Regions from separate parts of the Mus musculus genome. Here regions 1 and 3 are each linked to region 2. Evidence: chromatin contacts called from public HiChIP or PLAC-seq data. All regions are on one chromosome and are shown on one strand. Each heading gives the region's core, a stretch centred on a gene start, on an enhancer-like site or on the middle of the called end of the contact. The rest is flanking DNA. Distances are from core to core; before and after follow the strand shown.

What was found. HiChIP or PLAC-seq counts read pairs in DNA pulled down with a chosen protein or histone mark.
Region 1: a contact with region 2 is called in an H3K27ac HiChIP or PLAC-seq map of trophoblast stem cells, with 6 times the contacts expected there. The contact joins two enhancer-like sites. A contact is called at or near these places in 2 of 484 Hi-C or Micro-C datasets (olfactory sensory neurons and trophoblast stem cells) and 5 of 115 datasets of contacts at active chromatin or transcription factors (craniofacial prominence, embryonic forebrain, embryonic stem cells and 2 more).
Region 3: a contact with region 2 is called in an H3K27ac HiChIP or PLAC-seq map of trophoblast stem cells, with 6 times the contacts expected there. The contact joins two enhancer-like sites. A contact is called at or near these places in 65 of 484 Hi-C or Micro-C datasets (the 3T3-L1 cell line, 3T3-L1-derived adipocytes, the 63-12 cell line and 45 more) and 8 of 115 datasets of contacts at active chromatin or transcription factors (acute myeloid leukemia, bone marrow-derived dendritic cells, embryonic stem cells and 1 more).

Annotation. Positions count from the first base shown.
Region 1 is chr2:172,824,145-172,828,123 of GRCm38.p6, reverse strand. No RefSeq gene overlaps it. Among named protein-coding and RNA genes, the nearest start is that of 1700055K11Rik, 34 kb to the left of the region's middle. Within about 2 kb of position 2,718, at least 17 of the 459 cell types and tissues checked have an H3K27ac peak or open chromatin away from gene starts, as enhancers often do. A contact at or near this core is called in trophoblast stem cells, where this site is marked.
Region 2 is chr2:172,500,265-172,504,502 of GRCm38.p6, reverse strand. The region is part of intron 2 of Gm40009 (a long non-coding RNA gene); the gene reads right to left. Among named protein-coding and RNA genes, the nearest start is that of Gm40009, 8.1 kb to the right of the region's middle. Within about 2 kb of position 2,107, at least 16 of the 459 cell types and tissues checked have an H3K27ac peak or open chromatin away from gene starts, as enhancers often do. A contact at or near this core is called in trophoblast stem cells, where this site is marked.
Region 3 is chr2:172,762,061-172,766,086 of GRCm38.p6, reverse strand. No RefSeq gene overlaps it. Among named protein-coding and RNA genes, the nearest start is that of 1700055K11Rik, 96 kb to the left of the region's middle. Within about 2 kb of position 2,361, at least 6 of the 459 cell types and tissues checked have an H3K27ac peak or open chromatin away from gene starts, as enhancers often do. A contact at or near this core is called in trophoblast stem cells, where this site is marked.

The DNA of each region.
Region 1 (3,979 bases), core at 1,469-3,968, 320 kb before region 2:
CACCCAGCTCTGATGACCCTTGAGAGCCTGCTTTCTGAGGGGCTAGGGGTGGCCACACTGGGCACCCAGGTTTTGCTGTTCAGTTTCCACTCTGGTGTTGGTCATGCATTTGGACACCCAGCAGCCACTGGTAGGGCACCCAGCATGGGCCACCCCATCCCCAGGGCTTGACTGGCTGTCACTATTTGCATTATTTACCCTTTTTCGTTGCTATGACAACAACACACCTGACAGAAACAAGAAGTGGGTTTACCCTGGCTCTCTGTCCAGGGGTTAGAGTCTGGCCTGTAGGCGAGGCGTGGCAGGGAGGCTCTGTGTGGCAGGAATCCTTGCTGGGTGTTTGTTCTTGGCACTAATGAAGGCTACCCACGGCCTCCGCTGTGAAGGTTCTACAACCTTCCAACACTGCCCCCTGCTGGGGTCCAAGTGTTCTAACACAGGAGGAGCCTGAGTGGGGAGGGTGCTCCTGCCACATTCAAGCCAAAACACTCAGCCGCTCGGGTGTGGTCCCTCTTAATGGGAACTGCACCCCACCCTGAGAACTGCACCTTCAACTGTCCAGGAAATTAACCTCACATGGCACTGGCTGAGAACTGGTGTCAGCTGAGTGGACTCCAGTGGTCCCCATTCACTTGGGGACAGAGAATAGTCCTTCAAGGTGGAGATCCTGAGTTCCTGGGAGGACGCTGGCCCTCTGAGGCCAAGGCCAAGTCCCTTTTGTCCCGATGGTAGAACAGGGCTATCAGGCATGGATGGCTGTGTAGAAACTCAGGCCGGGTCCCACCTGGAAGGCTGCTGCTCCAGGAGCTGCTGGGAGCCACAAGCCGTAGAATGACTACAGGCTTCTCTGCTCCATGGGCAGTCAGAGGGAACGGTGACCCTGGCTGTGTCTGAGGAATCTCTGAACGAAACCAGCCTTTGCTGCCCTCCTTCCCTCCCTCCCTCCTCCCCTCCCCTCTCCCTTCCTCCTTTCTTTTCTTCTATTTAGAGACAGGGTCTCACTCTCTAGAACAAGCTAGCATTAAACTCACAGGTACCCTCCTGCTTCAGCCTCTTGAATGCTGGGACTTCAGACCTGTGCCACAATGTCTGTGCCACCTGCCTTTGTATCTACGTACTTGGCTTGGCGTAGCAGAAGGCTCTCCCCATGCAAGAGGACAGCCCTTGAGGGAGAGGGGACATGGACAAGGAGGAGAAATCAGCCCTTAGGTTCTCACCTGTCTGAGCTGGGGCCTCTTCATCAGGCAGGCCCCTCAGCCTTCTGTCTTGACTTGTGTCACACCATTGGCTGCCAGGACCATGAGGCACACCATCCTCTTATGTTCACATCAGACAAGAGCCCTGGCAACTATCCTGACGGTCCCAGACCCTCCAAGGACAGAACTGGAGACTAAAAGAATTGAGGTCATTTGTCCCAGGTCCCTGGGGAAGGATTCTGGAGTTGGATTCCTTTTAGTATGAGCACTGGCCACACCCCCTTCAGTCACAATGCACTCTTTTGCCCCCAATGACACAATTACAATCAATTGAGACACTGTCCTGAGCTGCTGGCCAGGAGGCCAATCAGCTCAACCTAGTCGCCAATCAGAATGTCGGTAAACAGGAAACGTCCGTAACAGGGACCTGGGACCCCTGGCACTCTGGGAGGTTTCTGCCAGGGTGAAAACCACCAGCTGGTCTTACATTAGTCGGCTCCTCCACCATGAGACATGGCCCTAGGGACACACATCTGCTACAGGCAGCCTGACATTAAGGCGTGGGACGCAGTCCCTCAGCAAGACACATAAGCTCGGATGCTCCTCTTGGAAGAGGCCAAGGAGACCTCCCTGTCCCTGGGCTGTGTTTGGCGTGGAAGGAGCGAGGAGGAGAAGGCACCACTTTAGTCCTTGCTAACTCCAGTTAGCAGTGCCTCCAGGACCCGCCACAACTCGAAGGTTCAGGAGCCAAGGGTGGGGTGGGGGGGGGGATGCATCTTTCTACTCTGCTATTCTCACATATTTCCTTCACATCCCAGGCATCCGTCCTGGTTGCAAGGTGGTTACATATAACATGTTCAGCCCGGTTCAGGCAGGAAGAAAGCCGTGTTCCTTTCACTTGACGCACCGCTTTCTCTCGGGCGCCAAAAGATGCAGATTTCCTCAAGTCTCATTGGCCAGAACTATGTCACGTGATCTTTCTAACCCAGTCCCTGGCCAGCAATAGATTTTCAGGACTGTTGGGGACCAATCAAGTTTCGTCCTTGGAAGCAAGCCGCCCTTGAGTTCCAGGTAACTGAACACAAGCAAGATGGAGTCTAGAAGTCTGAGGCTAGAGAAAAAAAGCATCGCTATATAGAAATAGGCAAAATATTTTAAATACTCAGATAAATGTAAATTCCGATAAATAGCCAACTTTTAACGTTCGTACGTCTCGCGTGGTGCTTGAGGCATACTGTAAGGCAGAACCGTGCAGAACCCCAGGGCGGTGGGGTCATTATACTTTCTCTGGGTGTCTAATAACCTCTCAGTTATGCCGTACAGAGCTGTCCATCACTGCCAAGACCTGCACACGGGCTGTGGGCTGATCTTTTCTGCAGTTGTGCGCTCCTGTGTTTTTGTTGGAAACGCCTTCTCTTTTGTGGAAATGGTGGGATGGTGGCTGGGATCTCACATCCCATGGCTGTAAACCCGGTCTGAGGGCTTGGCTGTGCAGCCTCCTGCTTGGCCACCTCCCCGGAAGGCGCAGCCTTGAGGCTGCCAGCAGAGGGGGCCGCAGTAGCGCGCATCCATCCCAGCGGGGCCTCCAGCTGCTGGAACTTGCACGGAATTCTGTGGCGTCTACCTGGCTAGGCTTTAACCGCCTTGCGTTTTTTGTAGGAGAATCGCTTCCCCAGTAAAAGTGTCTATCTTTACGCCTGCTCGGGGTGCAAGTGTGAATGGGTAGAGAGTATTAAAACCTGCTGCCCCTGGCTCTGCAGTGTCAGCCGCGTCCTTAAGACCGCTGTTCTATCAAGTAGAGGCAAGGTGTGCAAGGTGTGTGTGTGTGCGCGCGCACGCGCGCGCGCGCGTGTTCAGCTGGGTGTAATAGCACATGCGTATAATTCCAGCATTCGGAAGGCTGAGGAAGGATGCGAGTTCAAGACCAGCCTGGGCTACATATTAAGACACTAAAAATAAATAAATAAATAAATAAAAATCGGGGGAGGTGGAGGGGGTGCTGAGTGTTCCCTCCTGAGGATGGGAGGGGGCTGGCATCCTGTTCTAAGAGAACAGTTCGCTGTAACTCTGCGTTGTCAGGGAAGACAGGATGGGAAGGCAGTCTGGGCTCTTGAGGCAGCCCCGCCCTGGGGTCTTTGCATCTGGGCCACATGGGCAAGCCTTGGGGAGCAGCTCGGCAGCCGCCCTGTACAGCAGAGCTTGCCGAATGAAGCGGGAAGGCAAGTACAGACCGCTCGAGGGCGTGTTTCTTAATAATAATCTTCTCAACACAAAGAATAATTCAAAGTTTATGCAAGGTGATAGAAACCCCAGTGACTCAAAGGTATTTTGGGAGCGGAGCAGCTCCTCCCCAGAGTCAGGATGAGCAATCCCGAGCGATTACTAGCCACTTAATGAGAAAATTGTCTCCGGGGTGAAAATCCAAAACAAGGAGATCTTTAGGCAGAAAGGCCTGTGTTAGACCCTTTGGGCAGATGTTTGCCCAAAGCAAGGCCTCCTTCCCAAGAGGAGCCAATGAAGGCTTCCCTGGTGAGGGCTCTGGAGAAAAAAAAAAAATCCACGTGTTCTCAGGACTATGCTAAAGGGTCCAGAAATGCAGGGGTGGGGATGGGGGAAGATGGGAGGGGTAGGGGGCAGGGTCGGGGTTGTTAGTGCTGGTGGTGGTCCTCCATTTCCTGGAAGTGACCTAAATTCACACTGGGCAGCTGAGAGGTGGGCTCTGGTGGACTTCTTTTGTTCAGAGGTGCTGGCTCTCCATGGGGGATGAGAAGGCGTAGCTGGAC
Region 2 (4,238 bases), core at 858-3,357:
CAGCAGTGGGGTAACGGACAAGAGGGTTCCTAGGCCTCCCTGCTGAACAGTCCAGCTGAATCGGCAAGCTTGTGGTTCAGTGAGAGTCCCTGTCACAAAAAAGTAAGGGCAAGAGAGGAGTGGTGTGGTGCTGCTGGTATCCAATGCTAAATGCTGGACCCTGAAGATGTGGGGAGCAGATCCTCCGGTACCCGAGTGATGCCATGGGAACCAGAGCTGTGATTGGGCAGTGGAGGGAGAAAGGTGGGATGCCATGGGAACCAGAGCTGTGATTGGGCAGTGGAGGGAGAAAGGTGGGACTGGAGGTTCATGAGAGGGGTTGTAGGGAAAGAGAGAGAGAGGAAGACGGGGAACAGAGGAGGAAACCACTATGGACCAGAACTGTGTGACCAGGAGGAATAGCCAGTAACAAGGCACGTTATAACTGGGGAATAAGTTAGCATAGCCTTAGATATGCCCAATCTAGGCTTATGGCTTGTAAGTAAAATAAGTGAATTGTGTCTCTTTTATGTAGGCTTAATTAGGATTATAAATTCCTACTACAGAAGAGTAACTGACTTCTGGCCTCCCCCTGCATGTGCAATCCCTGTCACATGCTCATGACATACACACACACACTCAGATACTCACCCTCAGACACACACACTTAGACACTCAGATACACACAGAGAGACACACACACAGACACACTCAGACAAAGACACACATACACACACACGTGCACACACATTCAGATGTTCACACTCAGACATATACACAGAGACACACACTCACACATATACACACTCAGACATGGACACACTTGGACAATAATACAGACACACGCAAACTCAGATACTCACACTCAGACATACACACTTAGACACACAAATGCATACACTCAGATACGCACAGAGAGACATACACTCACACATACACACACTCAGATACAAGCACACTCAGACACACACACACATGTACACACACACACACACACACTGAATAGAACTGAATGAGAGTAATCATTTGACCCAGGTTGCATAAAATACCTAAAGTATTTTTGGTTTGTTGTTGTTATTTTGTTTTGTTTTATTTATTTCTGAGACAGGGTTTCTCTGTGTAGTCCTGGCTCACTCTGTAGACCAGGCTGGCCTCAAACTCAGAGATTCTCCAGCATCTGTCTCCTGGGATTAAAATCACGAACCACCACCATGCCCACCTCTTACCTAAAATTATATAAACTCTGAAGATAGCTCCCCAAGAGCACATTGCTCCCGAACCCAGAACGCCTAACTGTCCCTTCTCCCACTTTCTTGAGACAAAGTCCAATGGATTCCAGGATGGCCTTGAACTCTGTAACTGAGGATGGTCTTGAACTCCTGACCCTCCAGCCTCTACCTCCCAAGTGCTGGGCTTGTGCCCTGCATCACCACACCCAGTTTAAACTGCTCTAGGGATCAGATCCAGGGCTTCATGCACAGTAGGTCAACATACTGCGAATCACCCGACCCCAACCCTTTCACCCCACTGCCTTCCGGAACAGCTCAGAGCCTTTTGTGTGTGGATCACACACGTCAGTGGTGATGAGCCCCTTGCCTGGAGTCCAGTGGAGACTGGGCAGCTCTCACCAAGTCTTAGCCTTACAGAGATGTCCAACATGGCCCATGGGTTGTGAGAACATGCATGTATTTATTTTACGTGGCATTCTGACACTAGTTGTCATCTATAAAGCTCATACTTGAGAACTGGACAGAATTACAATATCATAAAACAAAATCTTACGATGTTCTTAGATCTTGTGTTGGATCACAAAGCTGTCCCAGAAGATAAGTTGGATACCCCCACACCACGCTATCTTCCCAGGGCCAGTTTCCTATCTGGGAGATTAGCAAGGACTCTGGGAAGGTAAGACAGCAGAGCTATAAAGTACAGATTTTCAAGGCTGCTGCAGAAGGAGCTGTTTGCCAGATGTGGATGAAGGGCTGTGACCTCAGACACACAGTTTGCAGCTGCCGCTCACACACACGCAGTTCCTGATAGCTGCGCGGTGTCCTGAGGGGAGGCCTCTCTTCCCTCAGCCTTCCAGTTTCCTCTTCTGAAAATCCAGGGAGTGTTGGGCAAGCTCATCGCCAGATGCCTTACATTCTGCGCACCTGACACATGCCTCGCAGCGCAGGCTCCATTGGAGGGAGCTGGCCGTGAGCAGGAAGAAGCCCGGCGTGAAGGGAGGTATGACTTCTGGCCTTACTAACTTCATTCCTGAGCCCCGCTCGGGAATACCCTGCGGACTCACTATCTTCCTGGTCAGTCCCCACCTGGAGTTTGAAGCCCCAGGCTCTGAGTTCCAAATTCAGACCCCAGAACTGTGCACACATGTGCTGACGGGAAGGACACCAGGCCTTAGTGCAGATGACATGCAAATTCATGACGTCAACAGCACTTTTTTTTTTTTTGGTAAAGAAAATCATTATTATGTATGTGAGCTAACTAATTAAATAAAATAAAATCAATGTAAAATGTTGCCCGTTGCTTTCTTTTCACTTCTTCCTCTCTGGAGGAAGGCCGAGGCTGGTGTGTATGTGTGTGTGTGTGTGTGTACTCCACAGCCCCAGCCCCCAGGAAGCAGGAGCAGGAGGGTCCCTGTAAGTTTGAGGCCAAAACACAGATATACATAGATATACACAGATACATATACATGCAGACATACACAAAGATCACACACACACACACACACTTTCTTGAGACACAGTGATGGCTTTCAATTCTCTTCTCCTTGGGCCTTTACTCTGAGAGGTGTGTCTTCAGTTGTATCGTTGGGAACTGTGGCTTGGGGTTGTGAGGACCAGGAATTGGTCTCAGCCCTTACATTGGGACTTTGGAGAGAAGCCTTAATCCTGACTCCAAATCCTCCCTCCATGCGTGAGCCTAAAGCATGGGGGGGGGGAACGCAATGCCACAGTTTGACCACAAGGTGGAGAACTAAGGCTAAGCGTTTGCTTGTAAGGCATTTCCATTAAAGAGTAGGTGTCAGGAAGGGATGGCCAGGGTCTTCTCCCTCTCTCTCCCTCTCTCCCCCTCTCCCTCTCTCTCCCTCTCTCCCTCTCCCCCTCTCTCCCTCTCCCCCTCCTCTCTTCTCTCTTCTCCCTCCCCTCCCCCTTTCCCTCCCCACCCCCTTCTCTTTCTGTGTTTCTCTTTTTGACCCAGGGTCTCATTACATAAACAATCTGGCCTCCAACTGGCAGAGATCTGCCGCCTCTGCCTCCCCATGTTAGGGTTAAAGAGGTGTATTCAGCCAAACCTGTCTATTTTTTTTTGACACAGAGACTTGTTACATAGACCAGGCTGGCCTTGGGCATGTGGTGATCCTCCTGCCTCTGTCATGAGTGTGTGAGATTGTGTGTGAGATTATAAACAGGCGCCACTTGGCTGGGGCCACACCCTAGTCTCTATCTCTAAGCCTGCATCTGTTTTTGTAGCCATTTGCAGAGATCTTAACACAATCAAACAGAAAGAAGCAATGGATACACTGAAGTATCTTGGACTTCAAGTATACCCGGGCTCTGCTAATCCCTCCTCCTTCTGCAGCCAGCACCTGCGGCTCCCCGCACTCCCACAGTCATGGCTGTGGCTGAGCAGCCTCAGCTGATAAGGGAGGCTAGCCATGGGCACTCCAAAAACCCGTCCTGTTCCACTGTGGTTCTGTGATTCCACAAGTGGGAGACGTGTCTGGTCTTGTGCCTGGTGGCAAAATGAACTACCCATGAGGAAGAAGGGTAGACTAGTGTTCAGGATGAACAAGACCTTAAGAAAGAAAGAGAGGGGCTGGTGAGATGGCTCAGCGGGTAAGAAGAGCACTGACTGCTCTTCCGAAGGTCCTGAGTTCAAATCCCAGCAACCACATGGTGGCTCACAACCATCTGTAGTGAGATATGACGCCCTCTTCTGGTCTGTCTGAAGACAGCTACAGTCTACTTACGTATAATAATAAATAAAATACAATTAAAAAAAAAGAGTAGTTGAGAGAAAGAAAGAAAGAAAGAGAGAAAGAAAGAAAGAAAGAAGGAAAGAAAGGAAGGAAGAAAGGAGAGGAGAGATGGGGCGTGGAATGCCTGGAGGTTGACCACGCACAGCTTCGAGGGGTCTGGGCTAAGAACAGTTTCATCCTTCAGCCTTCATCCATTTACCCATAATTCCTACCCCACCTCCAGTGTCTGTTAAACACTTGGAACACAGTCACTGTGATGTAAAGTTAACCTTCC
Region 3 (4,026 bases), core at 1,112-3,611, 260 kb before region 2:
TTACAAAGCTACGGAGCACTGCAGAGCCACAGACAGTGTCCAGGCCTATAGCCTGAAGCCCATCAGAATAGAGGGGGCCCTGCCCTGCTGCATAACTGTGGCCACCCAATGCACAGCAGGAAACCATGGGGGTCTGTGACTCGACTCTGTGAAAAAGACCTGACTAGCTCTCCAAGGCCTGAGCACAAAACTTTGGATTCAGCAAGGTCCACATGTGGCCTTGCATAGACTCAAGAGACTCCCTGAGCCTCACCTTTCTTATCTGTGAAATGGGGCTGGGGAAACCCAACCACATCACAAGGTTCCAAATAAAACCCAGAGTACGTCTCCGATACAAATTGAAAATAAAGGTTGTATCAACATGGGATGATGACCCAGGGCTCAAAGGGGGGGGGACTTTCAACTAACATGCATGTGTGCGTGCACACAAATATGCACACACACATGAATCATGCACATATGCACAGGCATACTCATATCTGTGAGCACACACAAAAGCATCAAAAATGCTGACATGAATTTACAAATAAATGCGGAGCTGGGCAATGGTCACAAAGCCGGTATATAATGGTTGGTGTCCCAGGACAAAGCTCATTTGCATTTCTATGGACAACCATTTGCATGTTGTCAATCAAGACAGACAATGAAAGCTTGGGCCTTGAGAAGCAGATCCCAGGGGTGCCTCCTGTCTCTTTATCCACATCCCAAGACATCCCCAAAGCATAACCAGCATAGCTTCCAGGGCTTGGTCCTCACCTCTCCTGGGGTTTTCTTGGCCAGTGGTCAACATTCTTCCCCACCCACTTGTATTTTAGGGAAAGAAGGAAGGGAGAGGGAGAAACCTGCATGCCTTGTTCTGGTGATGTTGTATGGTATGATGTTCTCTGACACAGAACCTGGAGGACCCTGGTTTATATAACCACTGGCCTTGTTGTTAGCCTGAAAAAACCCAAGCACAGACTGTGCGGCTGGTCCTGGCAGAGTCACACACACACACACACACACACACACACACACACACACACACACACACACACACACAGAGGCTCAGCTTGTGGCACCTGAACCAGCCACTGAGCCCCATTTCCCTTGGTTTGGCCTTTTGGAAGCCTCAGGCAGGACAGCATTGTAGAATGTACGAGCATATGAATCATGATTTATCCTGAAGTACCAGCCTGTCTCCATCTTGGGCTTGAAAGCAATCTTTTAGTAAAGGTAACCTGGGCTCATTCTTGTCTATGATTAAATGTTTCCCAAGGATTGGGCTATGCCCCACCTGTAACCTTAACTATAAATGGCCCTGTACTGTCTATTCCAGGAAACGCAGCCATGTCTTTGCTTCAAAAGGTTGTTGTGACCAACTTGCTATGTTTATGTTCTGCTTCTGTAACCACGCCTATTTACCACCAAATCTCCCATTTGGAAACCCCCTACTCCTGAACTATAAAAGCCCCTATCTTACTCGTGTCCAATGCTAAGTTCTTGAACCACCTTTAGTGGGAGACAGCCTGTGTTCACAAGTTTAAAAGAAAAAAAAAGCTTGCATTAATTAATTGCTTGCTTCAATCAGTTTGGCCATGATGATGATTTGGGTTGTGGTCTCTCTCCTACCATCTGTGGGATTAACACCTCTGTGCATCTCGACTAAGTGAGCTACCCATGTGTCAGTGGAGACTCCAGCTCTCTCCCTCCATGCCCACTGTGGAACTGAGCCTCTGCACAGACTCCCCTCTGCCTGCAAAGTTAGGCTTCTAACTCGGTATCGCCAGCTCCCAAGGATCCTGCAACTTTGTGTCTCTTTGTTTCGCTTCTGCATTCATGGCTCATCTCCCCCTCCCCTCAGCGGCTTTCTCTTCTGCGACATCATCTTTTCTCAGCTCAGCCACAGCAGTCAAGGAGAGCTGCCAGCTAGGTGAGTGAGGGAATTGCAGTTTGTCGTCTTTGGACTGGCTGCACTGGTTATTTGTGTGTCTGTATGTGTGTGTCTGTGTGTCCTTGCTGCTTCCCTTCCACAACAGAGCTGCGCGGTACTCCCTTGAGAGCCCACTGCCGAACGTACTCACTATCTGACCTTTAAAGAAAATACTTGCAGACTTTACAGTGTCTGTGTTTGCTTCCTCGCTTGAAGGAATAAGGTGGAGGCCCTGGCCACCTGTCCCCAGACTCACCAAAGACCTGACTGAGGCCCAACTATTTAAAGAGGAAAGAATGTGCTTGGCTCAGGGTTTTGAAGGACTTTGTCATCAGTCACTTGACTACGCTGTCTTCTGGGCTAGTGTGTGGAGGATGGAGGTTACTCTGTGCCTAGGGAACTTATTGCCTCATGAAGGACCAGAGGCAGGAACAGGAAGGAGGACCAGGGACAAGGTACAGGGTCCTAGGGTCCTACTTCACACAACAGGCCCCTCCCCCTGTAGTCCACTATGAGAGCATCATTATCCAGTCACCTCAATAGTGCCACCAGCTGGAGGCCAAGCCTTCAACACACAAGACAGCAGGGGAGGGGGTAAATGTCACACCTAAAGTGTGACATTGTTGTCATAGAAGCCAAGAGCAAAATGTGATTGTGGCCTTGAGGTCCTCTGCATCCCCCACCTACCCACCCAAGGCACACTACCTCTGGGCTCGCCATGACATCCAATTCTCTCCTGCCCCAGGGCCTTTGCACAGCTATATGGCAACCTAAACTGCTCATCTCTCCCTCCCTGCTGAGAGAGAGAGAGACAGACAGACAGACAGAGACAGAGACAGACAGAGAGAGTTACAGTACCTTCTTGTAACTCACCCTCTTCCTTTCCCTGGAGGGCAGGAGCCCATGAAGGTAGGAATGGCTATACTTTTACTTCTTGTCCTTAGGTCTGGCCCAGAGCCATCACCAGAAGAGGCCCTTCGGTGTTAACTTCCTTTTCAGCGTTGTTTTGAGGTGATCTGGGATTATATGACACTAAGGAGTCTTACCTTGGGGGTGGAAAGAGGCTGGGGGGCGGAGAGAGAGAGAGAGAGAGATAGAGAGAGAGAGCGTGCACTTGCTGCTCTTGCAGAGGACAAGAAGATAGTTCCTGGACTTGCAAATGCCTGTAACTCCAGCTCCAGGTAGCCTGACCTCCCGGCCCCTGCAGGTACCAGCACAGGAGTGCACACACCATCAACAACAAATACATCTTTTGTAGAGCCATTGTTATACACTTGGTCTCAATAAACATTCAATAAGAAAGATGCTACAATCCTCATGGGAGTTATTTTTTTAAAGTATTGATATGAATGTGGAGGGAAACGTCTGCACAACTGTTCAGCAGAGGGGTGGGGTGGGGTGGGGTGGGCCTCTCCATTTCCCTCCTCTGCAATGGCTGTTGCTGTTGTTTTGTTTGTTTGTTTGAGACAGAGTCTCACTATGTAACCCTGGCTATCCTGGAACTCAATTTGTAGACCGTGCAAGCCTAGAACTTATAGAGATCCACCTGCCTCTGCCTCTCATGCTAGAATTAAAGGCATGCACGCTACCCCATCCAACGCCCCCATTGTAATTTCAGTTTTTTGTTTTTTGTTTTTTCCAGAGCTGAGGACCAAACCCAGGACCTTGTGCTTGCTAGGCAAGCACTCTACCACTGAGCTAAATCCCCAACCTGTAATTTCAGTTTTTAAGAAAAAATAAAATCATGTCTTGCAATCCTGCAGTTAGCAGTGATCCCCAAAGAGGTCCTACCCCTGAGTGTGTTTCCATGTTTCCAGTCTCTGGGGTGAGGCTTTTCTAGGTCCTCATAGGCCCTCATCTGAGCAGGTGGACATGTTGTGTGGAGAGTGGGTCCAGCCCAGCCCGGCAGGCTGTACCTACTGTGCACTCATCCGCTGCTCCTCCCATGGAGTGCTCAGAGGTTTATCTCATAGTTGATTCCAGAACAAGTCAGGCTGAGAACCAAGGCTAACACCTGGGTCATTCTACGGTCCCAGAGTATCCCCACTGTATATGCTACCTGCTTGTTAGTGTCTGCATCTGTGTTATCACACCAACTGTCCCGGCGATATGCT